Linked DNA regions of Sus scrofa: region 2 is linked to region 1. A link is a contact called in public HiChIP or PLAC-seq data. All regions are on one chromosome and are shown on one strand. Each heading gives the region's core, a stretch centred on a gene start, on an enhancer-like site or on the middle of the called end of the contact. The rest is flanking DNA. Distances are from core to core; before and after follow the strand shown.

Region 1 (4,060 bases), core at 1,061-3,560:
TTTTGCCTTTTCTAGGGCTGATTCCTGCAGCATATGGAGATTCCCAGGCTAGGAGTTTAGTTGGAGCTGCAGCTGTCGGCCTACGCCAGAGCCACAGCAACGCAGGATCCGAGCCGAGGCTGAGACCTACACCATAGCTCATGGCAACGCCAGATCCTTAACCCACCGAGCAATGCCAGGGATCGAACCCGCAACCTCATGGTTCCTAGTCGGATTCGTTAACCCCTGTGCCACGACGGGAACTCCAAAGTTGAACATTTTTAAAATTAAAGAGAGAAAGAGTGGAAGAAGCGAAGAGAAGGGATAAACTGTTCCATGGGTTAGACAGAAGCAGAGGCAACAATATACAGTCAAAGCCCTAGGTTTGTTACACAGCTCCACTTCTTACTAACTATGGGGTCTTGTTAGCCTCTAAGTTATCTTGTCTACAAAATGGAGATTAAATACTTATCCTTTGCCAGAGCGTTATAAGAATTAAATGAGAGGACCTCTGGAAAAGGGTTCTGTCAACTCTATAATGCTAGTCAAATAAGAACGAATAAGGCACTTCCTTCTCTCACTGCTTGACTGAACTCTTTGGCCCCACCCCTGCTGTTTATCAGCTTAAGGCCCTATTCTGAGCTGGGAGGAGGGGGAAGAAAAGATTTAGGGCTGCAAGCACTCATATTCCTGAGGAAGCAAGATGGACCAGGCGATGATGGGATGGGAAACAGGAAGATGGGACCAGAGGGCTGTGAGGAAAGGCAAGTGAGACAATGTCCTGATTCTGAGCTCTTTTCTGCCGCCTGCTTGAGCTCCACCAGTCTCTGGCCACTTTCTCCTTCATCTATTCACTGAACTCCTAGGTCAAGGGAGGGCAAATGCAGACCAGGCGAGATCTAGAGAGCCCCCTGCCAGCGCTGACTTCCCCTACCATTCCCGTTGCAGGAAAGGAGGGTGATTTCTGCCCTCAAACTTTCCTACCCTGAACAGAGTGCCTGCAGGGAGGGGGACTCAGATCCCAGGTCTCCGTGTTGGCTTTGTTCTCTAGAGAGCTCTGCTCCAGTCAGAGAGAGGAAGCCTCACTGCCCACCTACCCTGCTCTCAGACTGCCTGGTCTTGTGCCTCCACTCCCCATCTGTGGCCTGTGGTGAGAAGGTACTAAGAACCGCGTTTCATTTCTGCCTTCCCTGCTCACCCAGAGGAAAGAGAATTCTAGCTAAAAGGCTGGCCAAGACGAGCCCTGGCACTGTGGGTGGGGCTGGGAGGAGCCCAGGTAACCTTACTGGGTGAGACTCTGTGGTGCTTCCAGCTAAATCTGATGCTGTCTTGTCTGGGGTTTCTTTCAGTGCTCAGAAGCCGCCCAAGTGGGAAAGTACATGCACACAGGGGGAAGCCAGAGAGGAAAAGGGGGGTGGCTCATTCTGCCAGTAGATGAAGAAAGTGGAAATGCATTCAAGTGGCAGGCAGAGCTCCCAATTTCACAGAGCCTGGGGGTTGGGAATAAGGAGGAGAGCAATGTGCCTTCACCGTCCTGGGGTCAGAACTGCACATGTACGGTGTGTGTGCGCACTTCCATAATCATACACTTTCCTGGCTTCCACTCTGCCTATGGTCTAATTTCAACTCCTTCAGCTGCTGTATCCACCCATAAAATTATGAGTGTAAAAGCACTTTGCAAACCCTAATGCCCTCTGAAGAAGTAAAAAGTATTGCTGTGATTATTATCATTATTTTGTCCGATGGTTAAGATTTCTGCTGCCCACCTCTTAGCTATGTGGGGCCTAAAGAGAGGGAGGGCTGGGCAACTCCTCAGCTTCCGAGGTTCCTGGCCCTTCTCCTCTTCCAGCTGTCTACAGCTGGCTGAGAAGCTGGAGGCATGGGGAAAGCAGAGCAAAGGTAGTTTACTGGGATACAGGGAGGGAGAGAGGGACACATAACATTTCCCTTCAAACTTGAACCATTGCCCTGAGTCTTTGCCACCAGGAGAAGCTGGGGAAGAGAGCAGATGGTAGGTGGAGAGGAAGAATCAGGGAGGGCAGTGGGTCCCGAGCCTTCTTCTCCCTCCCTGGGTACTCCCCCCCCACCGCCCTGCACTCCTACCTTGGCCTTTCCGGTCATGCCCAAGATGAAGCTGAGGGTCCGTCGCAGGGAGGAGCCTGCCCAGGTACCTGAGCCCCCTTCCAGCTGGCTACAGCTGCAGAGAGAAAAAGAAGAGGTGAGGAGAGAGAAAGAGAGCTGGGAAAGAACAAGATACTCCCAGAGAGATGGTGGATGAAGGTACCATGGCCAGGAGAGAAGGAAGATACAGGGCAGAGACTGAGAGAAGGGTGAGGAAGAGCGAGGAAGGACTGGAGAGGAAGATGTCCCCACCCCCTCACCTCCTGGGATTTCCTGGATGCAGTCACTGCAGTTTCCCAGGCCCCTCTATTTATGAGGAAAACTCTGTCTCCTCCCAGATAAATACAGACACCACCCCCCTTCCTACCTAATCCAGGCCCAATCTCCTCTTTCATGCTGCTCCCCAACGGAAATGATATGGGGTGAGGGGAGGGAATCTCCAGGGAGGACTTTTTCCCTGCACAAAACAAGAGCTCTGTGTACGACCCTCTGCTATTTGGAAAGGGCCTCTGGGCCTAACGCCAATAAGGACTGAATTTCCTGGGATTTCATCAGCCCCATCCCATGAGCTAATCCCAAACCCAGAGCCAGGAGGATGTGTCAGCTAGAGATTTTCAAGACCACAAATCAAAACTTGATATCTTAAAGGGGCCATTACTAGCTCACACACCCACACTGTCTTAGAAGGCTGACCCACTCTAATCAGGCTTCGGCCGAAGGAGCCAAATAAACAGGTGCTGATTTTGCGTACTTATTTACATAGATGTTGAAATCTCCCAGCTCCCACCTCGAGTCCTGAGCTATGTGCATCAGCCCCTGCCCTCTCCTCTCGGAGCGCTATAGCCCTTGCCCAGCTCTTCTGAGGGCCACTCCCCATTGGTCTATTACCTCAGCCATCCAAAGCTGATCCAGGATCCTTGATCACTGTCTCTCCCTGATTGCACAGCAGCCAATCTGCCTGCTCACCTTTCTGACACTGAGAACAGCAAACAACCTCCCGCTCATTTATTTACCAGACACCCTGGGATCCAGATATTCCTTTTCTTTCCCTAATGTCTTCCTCATCCCATGGAGCTGCCAGGAACCTCCTTAGTTTTCCCTGGCCAATGAGAAGCGGAATGTTAGGCAGCCCAGAGAGAAGGCTATTTGGAGGTTTTTGATTAGAAACATTAAGGGGAACAATGTTTCAGGAAGCAGAGACCCTTGGAGCTATAGAACCCATTGCCCAGTCCCACTGCCCCTCCCCCATCTAGGCCTCTGAAGGGCTCCGAGTCCCCCAAACTCACCTTTGGCTGAGCTCAGCAGCAGAGGACTGGGACAAATTTCCTGCCAACACAAAAGGAGACCATGAAGTGTCCAGCTAAAGCCAGACAAAGGCGCCCAGAGCTGCCTCCCCCACCCCCTCCACCTGGATCAGGTTCCCAAGCTGCAGGTGCCTGTGACGCCATTCCTGAGGGCGGGCACTGGGGAGTAGGGAAGGAGGGCGGTGTCTCAGCAGAGCAGAGCTGAAGAACTTCGGAGCCACAGTAACAGAGCACTGGGATTGTGTGGAGACAGGGCAGGAAGACCAATGTCTCAGTTCTGTTTCTGGTGAAGGTGGAGGGCAGAGGATTGCCTTGGAGTTCCCAAAGCCTCATCTTACTGTCAAGGTACATTGCAGGTAACTGTCCTCCATCTCTAGTGACAGGAGATGCTAGAAAGCCTCTCCCTCTCCTATGGCCTTCATTAAAAGGAGAGCCTCAGAATACCAAAGTCCTGAATTCAGATCTCTCTTTTGAATAGAGGCACAATGGTGTTTCCAAGGGCGTGTGGTTAAACATAATGCCGGCCATCCAGACCCTAAACAGCTGGCCCTGAGGAGTGGGGTGAAACAGAGGAAAGGAACACTAATGCTTTGCTCCCCACTTTTACTCACCAGCTGGATCTGAGCATCCCACAAAACAATTGATGCCACTCATGG
Region 2 (4,060 bases), core at 497-2,996, 69 kb before region 1:
TTCCTAGAGACTCAGGATCACAACAAAAGTGTCACATCCTGAAAATACAAGTGATATGGCAGAACTTCTGTGCCCTCCTCTACCCCCATCACCATTTTTCTTCTTCACTGGGAAATAACCCCTTAAAATCAAATCTGCTTCCTTATGGTCCAGGAATGACAGTAACATTCCTAAGGTCTATGGCGAATAGCAGCTAAAAAAAGAAAAAAAAAAAGGGCACAAGAAAATTAGTTTTTACTTACTAACAGTGGTTTACTAACAATAGAGCATTAAGATTATAGAAGACGTGAAGAAAGACCTTGCTGTGTAATGAACTTGAGGTATAAGGAAGTAAATGAAGGGCTTCTAGTGGAACAAGTCCAGGCTCTGCATGTCTGGGTTGTAAGAGTTCAGCAGGCTGGCTCTACTTGTTTTTCTGCTTCCTTTTGTGGAAGTTCAGACCAGCTGACTCATAGTTACAGAGTTAGTCTCAAATCAGACCCTTAAAGAAATGATAGCAAAAGCCTTCTGTTAAGTGGCCTTTAAACTTTTCCTTTAATCTGACGATACAGTAGAGCAACCATAAAAATAAAACAAAGTGTCCCAGTAATATTTAATAAAAAACAGACTAAGATGGCTTATGTACATATAAAGTTAAGCTAAGAAAAAAAAGTCATTTGCTTATCAACTGCCATGTTATTCTTGTTAAGTAAATCTAAACCAGACACCCAAAAGGCTCAAAATATAAATGGTCTAAAACTGTTTCAAAAACTGACACCAAGGCCTTTTTATGGGGTTTAGTGGAAAAACCTAAGTGACAGTCTGACTTACCAATGGTGGGGTCATGATCTTCTGGAAATCGGTGGCTGATGAACTGCATGGTCATGGCTTTAAAACAAGAAGCGAAAGTTAAAATAAATACAAAGATGACCAACAGAAAGAACTGCAAGTATCAATATTGCAGGACAGTCTCCTACTTGGTTTTCGGGGAGGGCATCTGTTGTGAGCATTTTTCATTCTTACTTCTTTAAAATGGAAAATGTCACCTACCGCTTTTCCCTACACCGCCAGCACCTAGCATCACTAGTTTGTATTCCCGTGACAGCCCTGCAGGGCTGTTACAGCTACCAACTGGGCGAGTTCCAGAATCCATTGTCCTCTTGGAGAATCCTGGGCTGCCCGGAGGAAAAGGCACCTGGAAAGAAAGAAAATATTTAATCCAGGATGGAGACCCCGTGACGACAGTCCTAGAGCCAGTGCCCTACCCCTGCTCCCTTTCTGGCGACCCTCAGGCAACACGTAGCCTCACCTTCCCTCCAGGGCAGCTCAGACCCATGACATATCATAGATTTTCTGAATTACTACTTTTTTTCAAAAAAGAATAAAAAGAGACAAAGAAATTTGGCATTTCTTTGCAGACTGGGACGCCGGCACAGCAGGAGGGAGCCCAGTGAGAAAGTGCAGTTTGGGACTTAGGCCTCAGGGTTTCCTCTCAAGCCCGCGGTACCCGGAGGTTCAGCCCCCTCTCCATTCCCCTCGGAGGCTGCTCTCCTCCCCCGGCAGCACCTCGCGCCGCCATCAAGCCCCCCACCCTTCCGCCTCACAAGCCAACCCCTCCGCTGCTCGTACCCGTCGGAAGGTTAAGGCCACTGCCGGGTCTGATCACCCACTTCGTCCTCGGTCCTCCTCATTCGCGGCGAGGATCTGGCACTGACCTGTGACCCCTCCCGCAGCTGGGGAAGATGGCGCCAGCAGCGCCCGCGTCTCAGCAGGAGGGGCGGGGCCGCCCTCGTGACGCAGGGGACTGGCCCCGCCTCCTCCGGGGAGGACCATCTCCTGCCAGGTCCTCAAACCCCGCTCATCGCTGAAGGCCCTGGGGGAGTGCCACACTCAGCGCCCCCCTCTGCCACAAAACTATTTACACCAAAGTCAAGCAAGGAGGATGTGATAAGGGGCACACTGGAGACTTCTACAATAACAACTTGCCCAGGACCATTTATGAGAAAAACAAATTTGGCCAAATGTAATGAGGAAATGGGCACCTGCCAACCCCCCCCCCAAACAGGACCAAGGTGTTATTGCTTAGTAACAAAAAAAAGCACCTGGCTTTGACTTTACAGCAATAAATTAAGACACTATCAATTCTGTTCACCTGTATTTAGGTGGGTAACACATAGAAGTACTAGAAGGAACTTTATATGGGCAAAATTTTCTGTTGCAACTTCTGCCCATCCTTCTTCCTTTCTAAGCATGTTTTTCCAAGAATACTTATATTTCCTGGAGTTCCCGTGGTGGCTCAGTGGGAATGAACCCAACTAGCACCCATAAGGACACAGGTTCGATCCTTGACTTTGCTCAGTGGGTTAAGGATCCAGAGTTGCCGCGAACTGTGGCTCAGATTCGGCACTGCTGTGGCTGTGGTGTAGGCCGGCAACTACAGCTCCGATTCACCCCCTAGCCTGGAAACTTCCATATGCAATGGGTGCAGCCCTAAAAAGCCAAAAAAAGAAAAAGAATACTTTCACTCAGTCCTTTTAACCACATTCAATAAAGGAGGGCAAGAAAATGAAAAGGAAAAACATCCACCATAACAATCCTTTACATTTCACTTGGACTTTGCAGGGTTTACTTTGAAAAGTCATAAAACACTTGGAACTAAAAGAAAAAAATTAAAAAAACAAAAAACAACAACTTGGAACTAAATGCAAACTCTTGGGTCCAGGTATGTATTTTTCTGATGGGGGTTATAGTATGCTGTGAGCAAAAAAGTTTATGAATTTTAGTGCATGGATACGTTGTGGAAGAAAGAACAGAGAAACCACAAGCAGAATATTTATACATTTATTTATAATGAAATTATGTTCTAAATATTTACAACATATAGGAAACCAGAGGATACATTTATACAAAGCCAGCCTGCAAAGTATTCAAATGTGCAAAAATGATAGTTCAATATCTCAAACTACTCCTGGTTCAGCAGACTAGCTCCTTCACTTTCACACATCAATATTTGATACAAAAAAAGTTCTTTTGGCAAAACCTGTAATGCCAAGAAAAAGGACAAGTCGCAATCTCAGTCACTAAGTCCACCATTCTATTGCGAGCAGTCAAATCTCTCTATTTTCGCTGCAACCAGTTCTGAGAGAGACAGACCACTGGGTTTCATTTCTGTGATGAGTTCTGACCAGCTTTTGATCAAGCAGTTTTCTCTGACCCACTTGAAGACAAGGAGCTTAGACGGGCAATAAAAACAGCAATGGCTCTCTGAGACGAGAGTGCCTGAAGGTGCCAGCTTTGGATCATCCCAAAGAAATAAAGAAAACCTTCAATTCCCCAGGATCCAGCTATATTCAACAGTTTTAAATTAGTAAAACCACGTTTTCCAAAACAAAGAATCCAAAAATGAAACAGGGACGCAGGGGTTCTTAGATCTAAGTACTGAAAAGAAAGGATGGTCTTAAAATCATTTCCCCACTAATAAATAGTAAGGCTTTGTTTGGAACCAGTTATTATCAAAATTGACCAAACAGTAGTAAAATACAAATAAAACTTGGTTTACGTCAGAATAAGGGCTATTCATTTGGAAAAGGCTGGACCAGGTCAAGTGTATATCGGAATGACCCTGTTGAACGAGCACATTTCACCAACTGTTAAAAAGCTTCTGAGACAAATCTGTGATTCTAAGTAAATTTTAACAGATGCTATGCCGCTGCAGATTTAAGGATGTTTTAAAAAGAATGGAACCCCTTTAAGAAAGGAGACACTCATCTCTGACTTCTTCAAAGGTCCAAGATGGTTCCTAGGACAGGCCCCAGAGTCTTGTTAAATCGAATGCATGCATTATTGCTAAAGAGTCACCAAGGCTCAAAACTCTTCCACTGTTGCCTATGGGGCCATCCAGAATGGCATCTGTTGTTTAGCTCGTGGTTGTGATGAAGGGTACTGATATCCCAAACTCCAGCCCTGTGGAAAACTACTTGCATTTTTATGACCGCCATGTTCCTCCTCTTCGTCAGAAGAATCTGCAGCATAAGCCACCAAACCAAATCCCTTCTCCGTAGTTTTCATCTTCTTGACTGGA

Evidence for each region. HiChIP or PLAC-seq counts read pairs in DNA pulled down with a chosen protein or histone mark.
Region 2: an H3K27ac HiChIP or PLAC-seq map of alveolar macrophages shows a contact between it and region 1. The contact joins the promoter of RIT1 here to the promoter of ARHGEF2 in region 1.

What each region holds. Positions count from the first base shown.
Region 1 is chr4:94,047,446-94,051,505 of Sscrofa11.1, reverse strand. ARHGEF2 (Rho/Rac guanine nucleotide exchange factor 2) reads right to left here and starts at 2,310. Exons shown (of 23, transcript NM_001128463.1): 1 at 2,264-2,310; 2 at 2,083-2,176.
Region 2 is chr4:94,115,407-94,119,466 of Sscrofa11.1, reverse strand. It overlaps RIT1 (Ras like without CAAX 1), which reads right to left and starts at 1,746. Exons shown (of 6, transcript NM_001077230.2): 1 at 1,609-1,746; 2 at 1,030-1,174; 3 at 811-867. The coding sequence starts at 1,132. It overlaps KIAA0907 (UPF0469 protein KIAA0907 homolog), which reads right to left. Exons shown (of 15, transcript XM_001928648.6): 15 at 2,805-4,060. The coding sequence ends at 3,865.